Regions from separate parts of the Gossypium hirsutum genome. Here region 1 is linked to region 2. A link is a contact called in public Hi-C data. All regions are on one chromosome and are shown on one strand. The core of a region is the stretch at or near the end of the contact, and the rest is flanking DNA. Distances in the headings are between cores, read along the strand shown. Region 1 holds the start of LOC107955267 (delta(8)-fatty-acid desaturase 2). Region 2 holds the start of LOC107955262 (desiccation protectant protein Lea14 homolog).

Region 1 (2,794 bases), core at 202-2,701, 170 kb before region 2:
CCTCCCAGAAAGACAGACTCCGGTAAGGCAATTTGTGCTTCTTGCAGAGTTCCCTCACCAGAGGGGAAACCTTCCTCAAATGGCACCGCGGCAACCTGGGGAACAAATGGTGCTCTAACTGGAACTGTAAACCACCGAAGAACCAGTCCATCATGGAAGGACAAGAGATATCTATTGTCCCACTTGTTTGCTTCTCGAACCAGTCGTTGCCTGTTGGGAGTCCAACGTACACATTTGCTGAGAAATGGTTCAATGTGAACTGAACGTGTTGAATCGATGTGACGGCGAAGCTGGCAAGAACAAACATGATCCTCTCCGGCCAATTGGGAAGACATGAAACCAGGAGGGGAACCATGTCCAAAACACAAGGATTCCCATTATGTTAAAACCTCTATCTGGGACACTACGGTTTGAAAACAAGAGCAAGAATGTTTGGACAAATAGGTTGACCCTTGCCACAATCATGACAGGGTAATATGTCCAGTGCTGGTAACTGACAAGAAACCTTGCTAAAGGATCGAAATTTAATGTCCTTCCATAAAAGCTAGAGGTTAAGGAAGTGAAAAAGTGTGAAGAGACGGCAAAAACAGGAATGTGCTGGAGATCGGGATCGTGGTCGAGGCTGTTGCAGGCAATGTGGTGAGCATTGTGAGTCCATTTCCACCAGGCAATGCTGATCCCGGTTAAACAATTCCCAGATAAAATCTGAGCGAGCTTGTTGTAACCGCGGCTAGTCATTACCTGGTAATGACCTGAATCGTGACCAACGTATGCGCTTTGCATCCAAAGCAAGCCCAACAAGATGGCCGACCCAAGATGTGCCCACACGCTATCACATCTCAAAACACCATAAAGAACAACAAGAAACAACAGAGCTACAGCTGTAAGTGAAAAAAGGGCTACATGTCCTTTCTTTTCAAACATACCGGCTTTGGCAAACTCCGAGACCAGCCTCCTATAATCCTTGGATACCTCCGACACCTCGAAATCTTTGAGATGATAACCAGTGAACAACTTGTCAAGATACTGCCAAGCGGTTCCAGGGTGATACGCCAGAAAGGCATCGGTAACATCTTGGCCGGCCAGATTCAAAAGCGGGATTTCCCCACCGGGATGCTCCTTTGCCCACTCTGAAACATCGTAAACCTTGCCCTGGATTGAGATCCACAAATCCCCAGATTTGTTATGCTCTTTCAGCTCTTCCGCACTAATGTATCTTTTCTCACCCTCCATTGAACCTCAACCAAAAATCTTTTCCTTGCAAATCCAAGTATACAAATCAAAACCAAGAAAAACCCCACTCGGTGTTTTCTTGATTCTTTTTTTTTTCTGGAAATGGGTTTCGGACTGTTCAACCAAAAGAATCCATTAACAAGAAATATGATTTCGTTTTGATCCTTAAAACTTTCTCCTTCAATATTTCTCTCTCTCCCCCTTTATCTCGATCTTTTATATATACTCGGCACTGCCCCTCTGCTTTTACGGAGATTTTAACGAAGGTTACTTGCGCTAGACTTTTGCGTGACTAGATATTTTTTTAATTTAATTACTATCTTTAATTAACTTTTTCATATCTCATCTAAATAAGGTCTAATTTTGCTCTCACTACTCAATATTTTTTTACACTTACGATTTAGCCTTTTTTTATAACAATTAATACCACAATTAAAGAAAATATGTTAAATTGGATGATGTGATTTTTAATTAAAAATTTAAAAGTAAAGACTTTTTATTTTGCTACTTTAAAATGATGTTAAAAACCCTTACAACATGGGATAACATTTTTTTTACTTATTTAACTTTTCATACGTGCAATCTTGATCACCTAAGCAACTTTTTTTTTAATTTTTAAAAAATTATCAACTGATTAAATTACTAAAATTAAAATATGCAAAGAGTTTAGACACTAACAACATAATTAAACCTCTTTAAATCTAATCTAAATAAATATCTTACAAAAAGATTATTAAACTAATTTTTCTTTTCAAACTTCTAATTTAGTACTATAAAAATTACAGCCAATAAGGAGACGTTTTAAGTTTGACGAAGAGCCAAGGCCCCACGCGCAAGGGCAACACCCCATTAGGTAGCTCATAATTATATTGTATTTTATGTAGCTGTGCAGTGACATGTGAATCAGATCCTTATAAATTTGAATCCCCCTCGTTAACAAAACTAATGCATTGAAGTAAACATGTGTGAACGTGTAATTATTTCATTAGTTAAGTTAGCTTTTAATTATATAATTAGACATAATTTTTAACAGAAATGATTAATTTATTCTTTGATCTAACGTATAAGAATTAATTTATCCACTTTTTGAGTAGAGGAAGCAAATTACAATCTAGTTTCTAATATAAGGGCCTCTATGGTACTTTTACCCATATTTTATCAACTTCACAGTTCTAATTAGGTTAAGATTTGCTCCAAGTTCTTGTATTTTTCATAGATTCAGGATTTAGTCTTCTTAATTTTATTTTTAGGAATTTAGTCTCTCTACATTTTTAATTTAAAAATATAAGTTCGACTGTTAATATTATTAGCTTTATGTCTATTACAATGTTATTTTATTTGTTATATGGTTACCAAATGAGTTTTTTTTATTTTAAAATGTCACCCTAATGAATTTAAGAAAATAACTTTAACAATCTCAACAATCAGACCTAAATTTTTAATTTCGAAAAGATGAAGGACTAAGTTCGTAAAAATAAAAATAAAAAGATTAAATTTTAAATATTTGGAAAGCGTAAGGACTTGTAACGTATTTTGACGGGTATATTAACAAGTGGTCTAA
Region 2 (2,700 bases), core at 70-2,569:
CATCCCCGAACGATTTTAGGTCTTAGAAAAATTTTTAGTATCTTTAATTTTGTATATTGACCATGTTACAAATCTTGATTGTTTATCTCGAACTGACCCAAGCCATTTCATTGATGGTGGAGATGTTACTTCAGTTGAGGGAAAGTCATCACTTTATCCCATCTGAGAAAGGAAGTTCATGTTCAAGGTCTCCACCGTGATGGTAATGAAATGTGTTTTATTTTAATGGGTTAGAATTGAACCTCTAAACTCATAATTAAAGGATTTCATGATTTCCCTTCTCTTTTGATCAAAGGTAAACTCAAAACTTTATTAAAAAAAAATATAGATCTAGGATTAGCTCGGATCGGTAAAAACAATTTATTCAACTTAAAGCACATATAGTATTTTTGACATATAATTCATGTTTCAGAAAAGAAAGAATACATGAGGGATGAATAGAAGTCAAAAGAAGTCTCTGAAAGTAGGAAGCTTGATCTCTCCTTTCTGAGAGAGAGGGATGGTCAGGTCTCCAAAGAGAGGAAGATCCACGGTGAGTCCCACTTCCAATTCATAGTCAATATCCCAGTCTGCACCGATGTCCTTTATCAAGCTTACCAATACGCTATGCGGTACCTTCACTTCCACGTCCAACATCGTCGAGTCGCTTGCCTTCAGTGAACCCGGGTCTGGTACTTTCCCCGATGCAATCACCCTGTCGCAATTTCACAAATCATCAATAGCTAAATCAAACGCCCAACATAATCCCAATTTCCAATGTCTAAGACGGTCCATTATTGGAATATCCGCTAGGAAGAATCTGTCAAAAGCGCCATTATAATTCTTGTGTTGTTTTTTTTTTCAGATTTCAAACCCCAAAGCCATTTAAACAGATCAGTATGAATAGAAAAATGTGTCAAACATGAATGAATAAACCATATCCCATGGTGCAACTTCAAAAACGAATCTCAGAAATCAAATATTTATAAAAGAAAACGAAAAGGAATAGTGAACAGAAGATTGATGAAAAGCGGAGAGGAGAGGAGGGGGATCAAACCTGCCAGCACTTTTGAGAGTGTAAGAGATCTCGCAGATGGGGATAGGAGCGCTATAGGGGTTGGTGACGGAGACTTTAGCTTTATACTGGATGCCGTCAAAGCCCGCATGGGTCAGATCAACATCCGTGATGCTAGCCTCAGGCTTCTTCATATTGGCCACCTTATCGGCCACAAAGTTCTTCGCCTTGTCCAACAACTCCGCCATCGTGTACAAACTGACTATTAGATTTGGGGGATGGCTCGATATCTGAGGATGCTGTCTGTTTTGACGTTAGAGACCCCTCATGTTTGGGTTTCCATTTTATAAGGGAGCGGGGGCATCTGTGTAGGTGACACGTGTAAATTAGACATGCTTGATGGATGATGATGGCACGTGAGAATAAACGCGTAGAGCTGTTGGTTAGTTTTTCCGTAGAGGGAGATCTGTGCTTTAATTTTGGCAACTTCTCCTGTCCACGTTTTAAGTAGTCGCAACTTCAAAGCAGATTTTTAGATTCTTTGTTGAGGGAGCTTTAATGTTTATTATTATTATTATTATTATTATTGAATTGGTTTGATAAAGTTAATTGTCTACAGAAAATGGGGATTTACGTCAGTAAATATAAGTTATTAGGTTGGGACATACAGTAAATAAATTATGAGTAAAAAATATGCAAATTTTTTTAAAATTTTATAGTTTATAATTGAATTCACGGGAGTTAATAAAATATATCTAAACTTTCTGGTAAAAGTATTTTATGTTTTTTTAATAATTTTATATTTATTTTAAAGTAAATATCTAAAACTATAATTTAAAAAAAAATCTGTGGTAAAATTAAGAAATTTAAAATTCTTTTGGGTGGATTCAATTAATTTTAATTTTGGTGTTATTTTTATATAATTTTTTCACCAATATCACTTTTAAATATAAGAATATGTAAATGATATTAATTTTCTGGTTAACTTTGTAAGTCATTTTTTCTTTTCTTGTATCTGTAAAATTTTAATATGAATTAAAGTTTTAATGTTAAAAAGATTATACTCTAACTAAACTAAACTAATAAAAATAGTTATAGAATTATTCTGTATTATAAAAAAATAGGATTGCATACATTAAAGAAATGTAAATAATATGATTGATAAAAGACATTATTAAATTAATCATATTAAATTATTTTAAAAAAATAAATGTTAAATTAAAATTTTATATATTGTTTTGGTAATTGAGTTTTAGCTTGATTGGTATGAATATTGTTTGTCAATACAATATGATTGAGTTTGAATGCGCTGAAGTATAATATCTTCTTATTTATGGGTTGGTGAGTGATTATGGTATAATCACAACTTATTCAAAAATTTATAAAAAAAAAAAACTGGGAGAATACGTGGGAAGCCCCTGTCCAGTGCCCACCCCTTTAAACTCGCCCCTAATCATGTGTGATTCATGTGGGAATCGAGATGGATGAAGCGTTTTCAAGTTTCAACCCCACTTTTTCCAAATTATTATGCTGCTTTAATGAATGATTCCTCATGATTTTTTTTTGTTCAATGTTCCTCTATATGATCTAATATATATATATATATACACACTATATTTCTCTGCATGTTCTCCATACATTTTTAAATGTAGTAAAGTATAGAACTGGCATTCTAATCTGTTCATTGGAGTTTTATTTTTATTTTT

Evidence for each region. Hi-C and Micro-C count contacts between places; a contact is called where the count stands out from the background.
Region 1: a Hi-C map of hypocotyl shows a contact between it and region 2, with 2.7 times the contacts expected there. The contact joins the promoter of LOC107955267 here to the promoter of LOC107955262 in region 2. A contact is called at or near these places in 2 of 34 Hi-C or Micro-C datasets (hypocotyl and leaf).

What each region holds. Positions count from the first base shown.
Region 1 is chrA07:31,885,788-31,888,581 of Gossypium_hirsutum_v2.1, reverse strand. It overlaps LOC107955267 (delta(8)-fatty-acid desaturase 2), which reads right to left and starts at 1,451. Exons shown (of 2, transcript XM_016891007.2): 1 at 348-1,451; 2 at 1-345. The coding sequence starts at 1,233.
Region 2 is chrA07:31,713,433-31,716,132 of Gossypium_hirsutum_v2.1, reverse strand. It overlaps LOC107955262 (desiccation protectant protein Lea14 homolog), which reads right to left and starts at 1,319. Exons shown (of 2, transcript XM_016891005.2): 1 at 1,037-1,319; 2 at 337-694. The coding sequence starts at 1,242. The coding sequence ends at 445. It overlaps TRNAA-AGC (transfer RNA alanine (anticodon AGC)), which reads right to left and starts at 7; the gene lies at 1-7.